Linked DNA regions of Mus musculus: regions 2 and 3 are each linked to region 1. The links are chromatin contacts, called in public Hi-C and HiChIP or PLAC-seq maps. All regions are on one chromosome and are shown on one strand. Each heading gives the region's core, a stretch centred on a gene start, on an enhancer-like site or on the middle of the called end of the contact. The rest is flanking DNA. Distances are from core to core; before and after follow the strand shown.

Region 1 (5,157 bases), core at 1,134-3,633:
CAATATTCTGTCAGGAAGCACTAACTGGACTCTGTTGGTTATGAGTGGGGTACAGAGGGAGAAGTCACAAAGTGGGAATTTACAGGGGGAGTGGGAGGAGTTAGAAAAAGTTTATGGTCCAATACCATTTATGGAAAAACAAAAAACCCTTTAAAAAGCACACATTCAACACAAAACAGCACGACCAGAAGCTGTGTTCATGAGAGCATGGTAGGATGGGATGGGATGGGAAGGAGTGGGGCGATGGACAACACTGACAAAGGCCCACACATGAAGGACTTTACACAGCAAGTGCAGGGGAGGCCACCCCTGGTGTTTGGAAATCCTTTGCCAGAGGAGTCACAATCAAACTTGGCTAGGTGACAAGGAGACTGGTAGCCTCAGCAGAGACAGGAGAGTAAGGAGAAAACAAAACTGAAGCTAGCCACAGCCTGAGAAACCCTCTTGCCTTTCTGGGTAACTTCCTAGTGTGGTGTGGACTTCAAGGGTGACTCGGGTGTTTAAGGCAGGGCTGGCAGACCTTACCTGTGTTCAGTCAAGACCTTTGACTCTCTCCTGTCCTACATGGACAGCACTGGCCCTACCAGCAGGCGCTCTTGACTTACAGACAACCTGCTCTGCTCCCCACCTCGACACCTTCATTCCGGAGCAAGAAATAATCGCTAGGGTCAGGTAAAGCTCACAGCCTCACTGTGGTAAGGTGAAACGGATACTCCACAGAAAACAGAAGCTAGACAGGCCCAACACATCATGTGGCTGTCCTCTGCACCTTGATATAAAATATCAAGTGTCCCACAAGGCTATGGTTGGCAGATAACGAAAGCATATGTTTGTACCATGTAACTTCCTCAGATGAAGACTCAAAGGCCTGAGAGTGGCTGCGACCTATGAAAGGTTAGAGCAGGGCAGGCTGGAGATTCTTCCAGACAGACTGGTAAGGTAAAGAAAGGTAAAGCTAGCTGTCTTCTATAGACAAAATCCTGAGGCTAGAAACATTCCTTAATGGCCACTGGGCTCACCCTAGTGCCTCTGGGCTAGAATGCAACCAACCAACCAACCAACCAACCAAAACTGCACACATAAACAGGTCATTCTCTCTTTATAATCTTCAGACTCCCACAACACAATGCCAATTTTTCTAACTCGTATCTATGGCCATCTCCATGGCCCTCCACTGACCTTATCTCACACGGCTACAGAGCTCTCATGGGGAGTAGCCGTGCCCTCAATAAGGAGACCAATCAATGCCTGTTTGTTCAAGTCAACAAACATGTTCTTGAGATCAAATATTACAAGCCCAGCTCTATAGCACTGGAGGCAAAAAAGCAAAGAGAAAGTGGGCAGCATGACTCTTTAGCTGCTGAGTTGGTATTACCCAGTCAAGTGCGTGCTTTGTTCCTCTCATCACCCACAGAAGGAGGGTGGCAGGAGGCAGCTAGAGGACCAACACAAATACCTGCTGAGTCCAGCAAGCATTACTAATCTGCTGGCCACAGGCTGGAAAATAAAACTCTCTAGTAGATAAATTAACAGTTAATGGCCTCTCAATTTTTAACTAATTAATTAAAAAAAATTTTTTTTTGGCTTCTACCCTGAAAACGCATACCCATCAGCAGAGAATGGAGGCAAGGGCAGCCTGAGCCCAGAAAGTACTTCAGGAGAACGGACAGCAAGAATCAAACGCAGCATTCAAGTCTGAAATCCAAACACTGTCCCCTCGAAGAAGGGGTCCTAGAATATGGCTGAGTAGGTCAAAGTTCACTGCCACACCAGTGCTTGAATCCAGATGCTTGGAGTTGAGGGTGTAGCACGGAGTATTCTACGGCAGATGCTTTGGGTAAACTGGTGGATGAGGACCTTGAGGAAGCTACTAGCCTGTCTCAGTCAGATCCACACAACCCCGGCTGTGTCGGGGACGCCTTTACACGTCCGTTCCCGAGTTTACACGCACGCTGTGCCCGTTGTCGGCACCAGCACCAGGCGCGCTAAAGTGCGGCATCAGAAGCCTCGCTCGGGCCCTGGCTTTGGCACGGTCAGGGCAGGCCTTTGGGCCTCGGGCTGCAGACTCCCCTCCACCCGCGTACCTGGTCGCCCGTGCCCAAGGCATAGTAGCCGTTTGTCACCACTTCCCAGTGCAGGAAGCAGACGAGTGCGTCCTGCGGGCAGCTCATGGATGGAGCGGCCGACGCGAAGAGAACCTCGAGACCCGCCATGGATGTTTGCGGCTTCTGTGGGAAAGGAAGAAAAGGAGGGGACTATGCAGAAAGCCGCTCCGCCTAAGAGAAGCGGGACCGCGAGCGGCAGCGACGCCTTTTGATGCCGCCTTCGCTTTCGGCTCTGTCCGCACCTGCGCGGAAAAGTGGAAACGCGGAAACGCAGAGACGCGCACCGGAAATACTTGTTGACTTTGTGCGTGCTCCGGGCTGGAAACACCTGCACCGAACTAGAAGGTTCCACTAAGAAGCGCGCAGGCTAGGGCTTATCTTCTCAAAGCCTTTTTGCCTGCAGCAGGCGACTGCTGAGTGCCAGGCTGTTCGTTCCTGGGGAGAGACTGCCTTCTACCAACTACAGTAGACTTCTCATCTGCGAAGTGGAGTGTGTACTAGGCCGGGGGAAAATTTAGGCAATCTGTCTTAGATGTTTTCATCGTAATTTATTAGCATGCCTGCAGTACTTCTTGCCTGATAGCACTTTATTCTACATGCTAAACTTTAATGCATTTATCAAAATTTCCAGATCCAGTATTATACAGTTGGTATTGATGACAGTACTCTGCCACTACATAGATTTGGAAATCGTGTCACAATCAGCCAGTGAGCAATAGAGGTGCCCCTGGGAACTGGTAATTTGGTCTCTAGGATAGCATTTATATGTATGTTGATTGCATGCTAAATCCTGTGCCAAAACCTTTACATCCCCTCTCAACAAATTCATGGGGTATATTTTATTACCCATCCTCACTTTGCGAGTGATATAAAGAGCAGAAAGAGTGAAATGACTTCACCCAAGTAAACACAGCTTTTGACCACATCTAGAGCCCAGAGATAACTGACAAATGCTAGCCACTTGTGCCCCAATCTCCATCAAGATTTTTTTAACCACCTGTTGTTTCTCCATGTTTCTTGAAGTCCAATACTTTTTTGTAGACAAATAAATTTTGCCATGTTGGTTGGTACCATGACCCAAACCATTGTCATTTTTTTTTTCTTGGTTGCCTGGCATCAGCCTTGTATGCTACACTGGTTTCACCCTACAACCAGAGAGATTCTGTTAAAACACAGGGAAGACCATGTTCCTTAGGCCCAAGCCACACCTCAAAGGCGAAGTTCACTCTAGGTCTGTCACCCTCTCACTCCACAGGCCCTGTGCCTTTCTGATATCACCTCCAAGTGTCCTTTCATTCTCTGATCTCCTTGGCTCCAGTGACCTTGACTTCTCTCAGCTCTCATGCCTAGGTTAACATGCCACAGGTCTTGCCCTGATGGAACTTTGTAGTGTTTCTTTTTAATAGACAAAAAGCAATCCAGTATGAAATCTGTCATTTGGGGGTGCTGAGAGAGCTATACAAGGCCCACAGGAAGCCTATGTTCCAAGCAAGGATCAGGAAGGGTTTCTTGGATTAAGAAATGGCCAATTGCACAGAACTCTCATGGAAGAATAAAGAAGAAATGTTCCTGTAAAAGCATATAGCATACGTGAAGGCACCAAGGTGGGAAATGTAGCTACCCCCGTGTAACTGGAGACTCAACACTGCCCCTCTCATCTCTTCCTCATCTTTAACTACTCTCCACACCTGTCCTCAGCCTGGATGTCATGACCCCCAGGGGTTGCATAGCAGATTTCCCTCAAATTAGATATTTATATTGTGATTTATAACAGTAGCAAAATTACAGTTAGGGAGTAGCAATGAAGTGATTTTATGGTCGAGGGTCACTATAACATGAGGTACTGTATGAAAGGACCGCAGCATTAGGAAGGTTGAGAACCACTGCTCCACACTGTGCTCAAGGAGTTTGGTGGTGTGCCAAGGGGGCAGGCATGCAACAGAGAAAGCTATCAGCTCCAGAAGGGCTGAGAATTTTATCACTGAAGTAGGTTAGGCTTGCTGGTTCATGATGATAGCAAAACACAGGCTGGACTTTTGGCCAGCTTTATTAGTGCTTTTAAGGTTTTCTTTTACTCTCTCTTTTTCCTGCTGTTGTTTTATCTTTTTGTAACGAGGCCTCTTGCCTCCTAAGCCACCAGTGCTCTCACCCCGGCCCCTTGGTTCCACACTAGCTTGCATTCCCTTGATTATAGCTTGCAGCTCACACATTTCCCTTTTCTTTTATATACCATTGCCTATCTTAATGGGGCTTCCCCTAAAAGCCAATACTGAAGGTATGGTGGCTTGTGTCTGTAATCCTAGGACCTAGGGGAAGAGAATAAGGAGTTTAAGGCCAATCTCATATTGGTGATGAGTTCAAGGCCATCCTAGGCTACAGGTGATCCCATTGGGAGCTTGAGTGGCTCATTTGAGAGCTGCTCCCAGGGCCGAGCAGGAGGATTGGGCTAAAGGAGGTACCTGATAAGCCTCTGAGAGCAGTTGGAACTCACACTTGCTGGCAAGCAGTGAGGAGAGAGAGTGAAAGATCTCAGAGATGTTTCAACTCAGGACTGGGGAACTGGGATAATGTTTTGCTCTGGTAAGAGCTACTTATTAGAATTATGGAAAGCCCTCAGGTAGTGAATGACAGAATTCGGAGGAAGTGGCTCTGGTGCTTACTGGTGACTGCTGGGACAGGCAGGACATCCTACATCTGCTGTGGTCCTCCCACCTCAGCTAAGGATGATCTGTGCCTCGGAAAGTCTGCATCTCAATAGCCCATTTGGAAAAGGCATTATTAGTACATTGAAAGAACAGAGCTAAGCTATGTCTTCTGCCCTAGAAGTCTGTAAGTCCTCCAAGGGCCTGGCTGTGTTCTATTCATCCTGTCCCCAGAATCTTCCACCCATGGGAAGAAGTGAGAAGATTCTCTGGACTAAAAGTTCTCTCTGCCTCCCTTGGTCCATCTTCCCTTGTTTCTGTAGACTTACCTTCATCAGCAAGGGTCCCAGTTGGCCCTGGGAGTTCTGGGAGAAGCTGAGACAGGGAGCAGGAGGGAGAGGCTTCCCTGG
Region 2 (5,157 bases), core at 1,404-3,903, 47 kb after region 1:
TGAATATATATATATATATATATATATATATATATATATATATACATACATACATATGTGCGTGTGTGTGTTATAAATGGCTTAAACAGACCCATATCAAGCAACAAGAGTGAGACAGTTATAAAGCCGCTCAGCACAGAGAAGTCCAGGACTAGGTGAATTTACTGATGGATTCCGTCAAACCTTTAAGAAAATGCTACCACCAATGCTCCTCAAACTGCTCAATAGAATAGAAAAGAAGGAATGTTACCAAACTCATTCTATAAAGACAGCATTACCCTGATACCAAAAAAGGATAAGGCCGCCACAATGAAAGAAAACCCTAGACTAATTTCCCTGATGAGCATAAATGTAAAATTTCTCGATAAAAGTCTTACAAACAAATGAAGAAACAAAAGCAAGAAACAAAACCACATGGATAAGATGACACACCATTACCGAGTTGGCTTTATTTTAGGAGTGTACAGTTGGTGTAACACACGAAAATCAATGAGTGTAATAGAACACATAGACTTGATAGAATCACATGGTCATCTTAAACAATGCAGAAAAGGACTTTTGAACAAATTTGACATTCCTCCATGATAAAAATCCTCCAAAAAAATGAGAAATATAGGGTGAGAAAATAAAGGCCACATATGGAAGACCTACATATGGCAGACCTATAGCCAACATTCTCCTAAATGGGGGAAAGCCAAAAGCATTTTGCTAAAATCTAAAATGAGACAGGGCTGCCCACTTTCTTTATTCTTATTCAATATTGTGTGAAAGTCTTTGCCAGACAATAAAACAAAGGAAATTAATTAAAGGGATGTGATTATGAAAGAAAGAGGTCAAATTATTCCTAACTTAACAGACCCCACAGGCTCGGCCAGAACACTCTTGACATGTTAAGCAAGCAGTGCTGGGCAAACTGTATTTCAATGTGTGAAGAACAGAAAGATCCATGTCTCTCACCCTGCACAGTTCTAAATGGATCAGAGACCTTAACGTAAGACCTGAAGCTTTGGAATAGGCAGAGGGAAACATGGGTAAAGCCCTGGAGATGCAGGCACAGGCAAAGGCTTTCTGAAAGGGTTCCAGTGGTGCGGGAAGTCACCCCAAGGATGAACACATGGGATTACACGACGTTCATAAAACACTTCTGCTTGATGTGAGAAACTATCTGCAGAGTTAGCAGTCAGGCTACAGAATGGGAGAAAATCCTTGCCAGCCATACCTCAGACAGGGGCTAAGAGAGAGAATATAGAAAGAACTGCAAAAATTAGATTAAAAAAGGGAGGGGGTAGAAATCTTCCAATCACTAGTCAGGTGAACTGGGCCAACAGTTCTCAAAAGAAAGCATACAAATAATTTCTTGGAAAATTGTTCTATATTCCTAGTCACCAGGGAAATGCAAACAAAGCACCCTAACAAGTCACCTCCAGTCAGAGTAACTGCCCCAGAGGAATGGTAGCAAATGTTTATTTGCTGTTGATGAGAGTGCAAGCATATATAATCACTGTGAATATCAGTGCAGAGGTTTCTTTAAAAATTAAAACTAGAGCTGCCATAAGGCCCATCTATATCACCCCCAGGTGTATACTTTTATCTTCCCGTGGAGATGCTCATAAACTCACGTTCGATGCTGATTACTTGAGAATAGGGCACAGAAGCAACCTGGATGCCTGTCGACTGACCAAGGGATTAAGCTATTGGAACATAAACACAGTGGAATTTTATGTAGCCTTAAAGAAAGCAAAATCACAACATTTCCAGGTAAGTGGATAAAACAGGAAATCGTTGTATTAAGGAAAATGCCCAGCTCCAAAAGATAAACACGCCGTGTCTTCTTTCTTATGAGGAACCTAGAATAAAAGTTATGTGCATGTCATGAAAGTAAAAGGGGATCATGAGAGCAGAGGAAGAGGAGGAATAGAGAGGGTGATGTAATACACAGGGTAAGAAGGCAGTAGGGTGACCAAGGGAAGGGAGGGGACTGGCTGGGGGTGGGGTGGGGGCAGGCACTGGGAAGGAGAACAGATATATGCTAACATAAACATTTTTTAAAAGTTATACATACTGACTTGTTACCGATATGTGTGATTTTCCTCCATGTTTCACTTTATAATAAAAATATTTAAAAACTTACAAATTGAGGATTTTTCTTAAATGACATACAAACAAAGATAATTGAGTGACAGCAGGTTAGGAGAATGGTTTGTAATTCTAAAACCTGACAAAAGACGAGTCATTTCAAAAGAGTCCTTTAATTGGCATTGAAGGTATATATAATCACGGGGCTGAAGAGATGGCTTGGCAGTTGAATGTCTACTGCTCTTTCAAGGACCAGAGTGGTCTCAGCAGCCACGTTGGAGAGCTCACAACCTCCTGTAATTCCAGCTCCAGAGAATCCTGCACCCTCTTCTGGCCTCTGAGGCACCTGCACTCAAGTATGTACACACACACACACACACACACACACACACACACACACACACACAATCGGCAAAGGTTAATAATTTGTGGAGAAAGAAACAAGGTAACGAATGAGAGATGCCACAGTCCATTAACACCTGAGTAAATAAGTCTCCAATGAGTCACTGCTTTCATCTATTAATCTGACAAACATTAGGAGGCTGGTAATGCTGAGTATTGCTGGAGACATGGCAACACTTCGACCCCTGCTAGAAGGAGTGCAGAGAGGAGGAGCCATAATGGAAACAGTTTGGTTTAACCCAGCCAAATGAAGGGAGCATCTGCCATGGCCCAGCAACAACAGAATTTCAAACACTTCTAACAGGTTAGAGAGGAATCTGGGAGACCCCAGGATCCTGGGCAATCGTGGGGAGTAAGGCACCATTCTTGCTGAAAGGAAGGGCATTCACAAACACTCAGGCTTCTCTCTGGAGCCCACTGCATACTCCTCACACCATCTTGGCTGAGGTTTTGGAGCCTGTATCATCGGAATGAATCATTTCCCTTTGCTGGGTGAAGCTAATCAAATGCACGTTCATGGTCATTTTCATTTGTGGTGTGGTGACTGGAAGCAGAGAGCAAGAACAAGGGGGTTTCCCAGGAAAGCCTCGAGTTCCTGGGAGCTTCTAGCTAGAGCTATTAGAGAGTCACCAATATAGACATGTTATTTAGAGTCATGAGTTAGGCCAGCTGTTCTCAACCTGTGGGGTGTGACCCCTTGAGGGGGTGTGGAACAACCCTTTCCCAGGGGCTGCCTAAGACCATTAGAAAACACAGATATGAAAAAATTATGATTCGTAACAGTAGCAAAATTACAGTTATGGAAAAGCAACAGAAATAATTGTATGGTTGTGGGTCATTCCAATGTGAAGGACTGTATTAAAGGGTTACAGTGTTAGGAAGGTTGAGAACCATTGGTCTAGAAAAGCCATTTAGCAGAAGTAGAGAGAAAGAAGGGAAAGGCTTCAAGGCTTAGCTCTGTGGCCACCAACACCTCGGGAAGGAAAAGAAGGAATTACAAAAGAATCATAAACAGTGCTCATGAGCCAGCAGGACAAGAACTGCAAAGTGACCCCGTATGTGTCAACAGAGAGGCCGCTGGTGACCATGATGAGAGTGACTTTGGTGGACCAGAGGAAGAAAAGCTGACTGGTGTTGAAGGAAAGGACATGAAGACAGAGAATTTCAAGATGGAACCTAGTGGTGTATTTACCTCCTGGGGGTGGGGGTGGGGGTGGGGGTGGGGGAATTAACCAGAGAGTGATAACGATGATGCACGGGGTTGATTGTAGGAGCAGCGAGGTTCTTGTTTAAGTGAAAGAAGGCAGGGTCCAGGGCACATGAAGAGGGAAGGGAGAGAGGGAGAGGGAGGCAAAGCAGCAATGGGAGGATGGGGGTGGGACGACTGTTATCCCACTGACTTCTGTCTGCTCAAGGTAACATTGAGAGGAAAGAGATGAGAGGTTTCAGGAAGCTACAGAAGGAGTGAGCTGGTTGCCACGTGACCTTCAGAACAAGGCAATGTCACAGGCCGCCTGGGGTTGGAAGAAAAATACACAGCATGGGAAAACATATCTGGACAGTATTATTCTTTTAAGTTTAGATATATGTTTTACTTTTAAGCAAGTAGGGCTGTCAATCTCAACACAAGTATACACTGTCAGATGGTGATAAATGCTTGGGGCTTTGGATGTGGCTCAGTCCATGGAGAGTTTGCCTACCATTCAGGTAGTTTGGGGTTTGATCTCCAGTATCACATAAACTGGGCACAGTGATGTGTGTCTATGACCCCAGCCTTCAGTGGATGGAAGGGAGAGAATGTCTATGACATTAACAGCTACACAGTGAGCCTGAGGGTGCTGTGGAGACCCTGTCTCAATAAGAACAACAACAAATGCTATGATGAGAAATAAACCAGGATGCTGGCCAGGTGGTCCATATGTAGAGAAAGTAAAGTTTGCATGGCGATTCCACTCTCCACGGAATCAGAGACCATGTAGAAGGAGCAGTGTCTGCGGTGTGCCAAGGCCCTGACACAGAAGCACAGCTATTGACTTTCAGGTGATCCTTGTAAGAGTCAGGCCCCGCTGGCTATCTGGAGCCTCAGCGGCCCATTTGGTTCTAATTTTGATGATTTGTAGCACCTGGTGCTCTGCCTCTGGAGTTGTTAATGTCCTATAAATCTGCCCCTTTAAGTGACACCGTGTGCCTAGCTTCAGCCTAGCAATAATTGCAGTTTGGCTTTTGATTAGAGGAAGCCCCCCTGTGCTGCTAGCTGTGAGCTGGCCAGAGTGACTAGACATCCTCCCGCAAAGCAAAGAGGGGTAAGCTGGGACACTGGGGTCCTGGGGAGGTCAAAGCTCTGATGTGCTGAAGATAGGGCTCCCTGGAGACTCCCTCCAGCCCTTCTTCCAGGATGATGGTAGATGTGTGGAAAGGGAGACCAGAACTTCTCACCCCCTTTATGTAGGAACTGAAGCAAGGTTTTCTTAGATGTCCTTAAGGCAAAAAAGGGATTGTCATTTGAATTTCAGGCCATTTAAATAACTCATGAAACACAGGCTGAACCCTTGCTTGAAGCCAGGAGTTGTGCAAATGCCCAGGCTAAAGAGCCAAAAAGAGCTATGACTGCTAACTCGGGGGACTTAGAGGCAGTTCCCCCTGGAGCATTACTGCCCAAATGTTCTGTCTCTAATCAGC
Region 3 (5,157 bases), core at 779-3,278, 39 kb before region 1:
TTCTATACATCACCACCCATATCTGTATTAAGCTGAACGTGAGTTCATATTGATATCTCCGATTCTCACCCGCTGCTGCTGTGGGTCATTCTAGCTTTCTCTACAGGGGTCATATTTATCTAAACAGTGTTGCTCAATCACTTGGAATATATTTCTGGTCTTGTAAAACCAAAAAAACCTGAGCTGGACAACCAAAGGTCAAATTCACATGATAAAGGGGATAGAAGGTTAGCTAACTTTCTACTCCGACTCTTCCACGTTGGAGTTCCCCCTGTCCTGAGAAGAACATCCTTCTTGGCCTTCAAGGCTTTGCAGAGACCTGGCACAGCCCCATGTCCTGCCATGCTCCTACCTTGGTCTCCCACTGTGACCATACCCCCTCCATGCCCACGCTCACTGTGCTCCCTTCTGCCCCAAGGCCTTTGTCCACGCTAGTCCTCTGCTGGATCTCTCTTCCTTGCTCTTTAAATACTTGCCATCTATACAAGTGCCCGTTGTGGCCCAGTCCCCTCTTCTGCTAAAATGCTATCCCATCCCCAAGACTCAAGCAAGCACCCTGCCTGAGACGCGCACAGCACAGTGTACCTTTGCTTGTTATCCCTCACTGTGGCTACAGCACTGCCTGTGTGCATCCCTTTTCCTTCTGGAATATCACCGGAGTTTCTTGAGGGCAGGGACGGGCTCTGCTTAGTTGCAAGTATACAACAAGAGCAATAGCTGTGCACCTCTCAATTCTTTATTTAAAGAATAGATATCAAGGGCCCTTTTTAAGTCTCGGGATACACCAGGGAGGGGAACAAAGTCTGTACTATACACTTGGCTCTTTTTTGCTTTGATTTTCTTAGTTTTGATTTTGGTTTTCCAGACAGGGTTTCTCTGTGCAGCCCTGGCTGTCCTGGAACTCACTCTGTAGACCAGGCTGGCCTCCAACTCAGAAATTCACCTGCCTCCCAAGTGCTGGAATTTAAAGGCCTGCATCACTGCTACCCAGCGTGTTACTTATTTTTAAGCAGAAATGATACTGAGCAAAGAAATACACTATCAGGAGCTGATGAATGCCCTAGTGAGAAGTTCTGAGTGAAGGCAAGCAGGGTGCCAGAGCGCTACTCTTTTTAAGAAGATGGCCCAGGCAGGTGGTTCTGAGAAGGTGACATGTGAGCAAAGACTTGAGGGAAGTGAGGGAAGAGAGTGACCACTGAGGATGTGCTGCAAGGCAGGACTATACAGGGCAGGGAGGGAACTGTGGACACTCTAATGGCTGGGATCTCATGGAATTCTTGAGTCCATTTACAGATGGGAAAAGGAGCTTAAAGAGAGAAGTTTGTACGAGGTCATACACCTGCGAGGGGTGGAGATGGCACTGCACAGGAATCTGGTGCCATTGCCAGCTTCCCTGTAGAGATGCAAATCGCTCAGGCCTCTCAAAGAATAGAGGGAGACAGCTTTGGAGGCTCAGCACGGGGCCCACAAGGCTTCCAAGACAACCTTTGTTCTCCTGGTGGGTGAGGACTGGATGCCTTTGGAGTAGGACCAGTGAGCCTTTGACAGTGAGAGAGCGACGAAGCCAGGGCAGGGATTTTCTCACCTTAGCTGTCTTCCTGGATGTCAGAGTAGCCTCCGCTCACACTGGCAGAGTACTCAGGGTCAGCAGTCATGATTCCCTTGGACAAAGGTGGACAATAAGGTTCAGAAAGATGATAAGACTTACTTGAAGCCGGCCACGAAGTTTTCCCGGAAACCATAACCTTCCCTTACTCACCAGACCTCTCTTTGGGCTTGGCCTGGGGCCCCCAAGAGGAAGAAGTTCCCTTTAAAACAGAAACCTGTGCACCTGCACCGGGCTCCACAGGTCAGAGGAGTGCCTAGATGGACGAACCCCAGTGTGTCCCTGAGGAAGCCAGACAGGCTGCCCGGCAGAAGGAGCTTTGCAGGTGGCTTTGGAGCTCAAGAGTGTGCGTGGCCGTGGACAATGACCCAGAAGGACACCCATCAGAAATAGAGGTGGGTAGAGGCTTCGTTTCTGCCTTCACGTGGCGCCCGTGAGCCATCGAGCCCCACGCAAGGATGATACTCCGGATCTACAGACCTTGAAGAGGACCCTGGGTCCTACCTGGGGTGGGTAAAGCATCCCCGGGTGCCGCAGGGTCTCCCCAGAGGCGGGGGAGGGGTCTTCTCCCCCGCCCCTTCCTCGCCTCGCCCCGCCCCTGTACCCAGCGCCGCGGGCTCCTTGCCTAGGGTTTCCCCGGCCAGCGTGCGCGGGCGAGACAGAGGTGGCTCTAGGGGCGGTGGGGGCCGGGCACCCGCAGCCGGCTCCCTCCCCACGCTAACTCTCCCGGCGCCCTCGCCCGCCGCGGGCGGAGCTCGATCGGCGACGCTCCAGGATCCTCCGCTCCCGCCCTGCCTTATCCCTTCCTTCTCGGAGCCCCCCAGCGGCCGACGCGGTGCAGCCCGGCGCGGCGCGAGCAGGTACGTGCGCCCGGGCAGCCGCTGCGGGCGGGCCGGGAAGGGGGCGGGAGCCGGGGAGGGCGAGGCAGCGGCCGGGCCGGGATCTGCGCACACCCTCGGCAGCCCGGAGCTCTGTGCTCCCGCGTGCGGAGACTAGGGAGGCCCGACACGGCTCCGCACGCCGACCGCGAGCCGCCGGCGCAGGGCCCGAGGCGGGGAGTGGCAGCGAAGGACAGCTCGCCTGACCTCGCGGCCCGCCGAAGGACACGCGACCGGGGCTCCGTGGAGCACGCCGGCCCCGCCGAGCCCCAGCCTCCCAGGGCCGCCCCTCTGCGAGCGCTGACCGTCCGGGTCTGGCCTGCTCTGGCCCGTGGCGTATGCGGTCAAGGGCAGGAGCAGGGGGTGTGAACTGCGGGCCGGCGGGCGCGGGGGAGGCGGGAGGCCGGGGTGCTGGGGCTTTCCGCGCAGAACTTTGGGTATAACCGCGTGGACCTGCGTGTATGCATCTGCGCGCCTGAGGCTTTGTGTACTACGAGTGCGTGTGTCTGTCGATTGGGTTTGCGAAGCCTCACCCAGCCTGGCAGTGTGTCCAGCTCCGGGGTGTCAGAGTGCGCTATGGGTGAGAGTGCTGGACTTGGGCAGGTCTGGGTGGATCCTGCTTAGATCTCAGTAGTGCTAGAGGTAGTCTCCATTCCTTTCTCCCTTTCTTCCTCCTTCTCTCATCCCGCCCTCTCCCTCTCCTGATTTTACCCTCTTGTGGGTACCACCACCAGAGTGACCCGAGAATCTGTGAGTCACACTTAGTTCCCGGGTCTGTGGGCATTGCTGTGGGAAGCGTCCCGAGGACAGTGAGTGTGGAACAGGGCGGGGGTGGGGGGGCTCTTGCCTTTCAGGAACTATAGGACTGCAGATACAATTACAATAACTGGTGTGGCTTCGGGCTTGGAGTGTGATCCATGAGCACCAGCATAGCTCTCTCTCTCTCTCTCTCTCTCTCTCTCTCTCTCTCTCTCTGTGTGTGTGTGTGTGTGTGTGTGTTGTGTGCAAGTGCGCGCATGTGAGCTAATGTCTGGATAATTGATAAGCAAGCCCTTTAGTAACTTACTAAGCATCTTATGAGAGAAACAGACATTCCAAAGCAGTTAAAGGGATGAAGCCTCCTTGTGTCTGCTCCTTCACCCAGGCATCCCAAGGAAAAAGTTTTGAGTAAAAGAGAGTCCTGTTCTCTTTTATTTGTGTGCCCCAGATATCCTCTGGGATATGGAGGCACTAATGCACCATCTAGGAAAAGTGTTGTGGACTATCCCCACGTTCTTCAGACTTACTGAGGGCTTAATGGGTGGGGGCCATAAGTGGCACCTACTTTCAGGCTCTGAGTAGCTTTGAATGCCAAAAGTAAAAAGCCAACTAGCACTCCCGTCCATCCTTTCTATCCATCCTCTGGGAACTGAGAGAAGGCTAGGGACCCAGGGAGATGTGGAGAGACCAGGATTCCCATGCCTGCTGTCTCAAGTGAGGGTTCCAAGAGCCAGGGAAGGGAGGTGGAGTGTGGGTTTTGCAAGTATGTAGGGAACAGAGATTCTTGGGGTACATATATTCAACTCTTGGTCCCTGGTCCCCATACATACCATAAGATCTTGGTTGTGTTTTCTAAAATGGGGATAGAGCTGAGCTATTCCTGAGTGAGGTGTTAACGAAAAAATCTAACAAGTAGTCAGTGCTCAGCGTGTATTAAACGGACACGGCAGAGGAGGAACACAGTGATAGCACGGAGTTGTAAGCGGTAGCAGCCTTTGAACTAGGATGAAAGGCCACGTGTTTGTTAAGAGATCCACATAGGAAGGTCAGAGAGACTTCCCACCTCTGCTCTCGGAGTTTCATTCATTCATTCATTCATTCATCCATCTACCATCACTTCAGTTATTTGCTCGTGTTTGCACAGAAACACAGGCGCCCACAGAACACTGGACAGTGAGTGACCAAGGGACACAGAGAAGCAGCTTTCATGTACAGATACATGAGAACAGGAGAGCCACGCCACACCTAGGGTCTCTGCTGACTGTGCATTTGTGTGCCAGGGCTGTGTGATGTATGTACCCTCAGGACATCAGGGTATGTATTGTGCTTCTGTGGGGTCAGAAGGTGTGCCTATGAAGAGTTCAGAGCCACATAAGGGAAAAAGCCCCATCACCAGTGCCAGGTGTGTGCTATGCGGGGATGGTGGAACATGGCAGGCAGATTTGCAAGAGAAGTTGGGAATGGGTATCTGCTGCATATACATGGCTCTGGGGATCAGCCTGCCTGGGCCTTCATACCACGGGAATAAAGAAAGGACAGACACCGACATGCAGAAAAGCTGAGATCCAGGTGGTCTGGGCTCGCTGGTGGGGAATCCACAGCTCTCCTAGATCAGCGTAGTTATTATATGCAGAGAGGTGGGGTTGTTGAATATGGCTAAGAAAGAAGGCAGGTTATTACAGATAAACAAGAAGGCAGGGATAGTATACACAGCTGAACAAGGAGGCAGGCTTAGCTAATCTTGGTAGGAGGAGCCTTCTCTGTAGGGGATGTCATCAGGCCATCAACAGGCAGTGGAGGGAGAAAGCTCAAGTGGACGTTTTCTGCACACACTGTCTCCCATGGGACTGAGGCATTGGGGTTCTCCATATGGGGTCATGCCCATGTCAGCAATACACATTCATTGAGGGCTTC

The links. Hi-C and Micro-C count contacts between places; a contact is called where the count stands out from the background. HiChIP or PLAC-seq counts read pairs in DNA pulled down with a chosen protein or histone mark.
Region 2: an HNF4G HiChIP or PLAC-seq map of pancreatic cancer cells shows a contact between it and region 1. The contact joins the enhancer-like site here to the promoter of Psmf1 in region 1. A contact is called at or near these places in 1 of 484 Hi-C or Micro-C datasets (nephron progenitors), 2 of 115 datasets of contacts at active chromatin or transcription factors (embryonic stem cells and pancreatic cancer cells) and 2 of 9 other capture datasets (adipose tissue and pancreatic islet).
Region 3: a contact with region 1 is called in a Hi-C map of olfactory sensory neurons, with 3 times the contacts expected there. The contact joins the promoter of Tmem74b here to the promoter of Psmf1 in region 1. A contact is called at or near these places in 1 of 39 promoter capture datasets (macrophages), 6 of 484 Hi-C or Micro-C datasets (Th1 cells, embryonic stem cells, olfactory sensory neurons and 1 more), 2 of 115 datasets of contacts at active chromatin or transcription factors (both in embryonic stem cells) and 3 of 9 other capture datasets (adipose tissue, liver and pancreatic islet).

What each region holds. Positions count from the first base shown.
Region 1 is chr2:151,738,927-151,744,083 of GRCm38.p6, forward strand. Psmf1 (proteasome (prosome, macropain) inhibitor subunit 1) reads right to left here and starts at 2,384. Exons shown (of 7, transcript NM_212446.2): 1 at 2,085-2,384. The coding sequence starts at 2,213.
Region 2 is chr2:151,785,773-151,790,929 of GRCm38.p6, forward strand. No RefSeq gene overlaps it. Among named protein-coding and RNA genes, the nearest start is that of 4930556L07Rik, 37 kb to the left of the region's middle. Within about 2 kb of position 2,654, at least 19 of the 459 cell types and tissues checked have an H3K27ac peak or open chromatin away from gene starts, as enhancers often do. A contact at or near this core is called in pancreatic cancer cells and pancreatic islet, where this site is marked.
Region 3 is chr2:151,699,980-151,705,136 of GRCm38.p6, forward strand. Tmem74b (transmembrane protein 74B) reads left to right here and starts at 2,029. Exons shown (of 2, transcript NM_001160363.1): 1 at 2,029-2,466.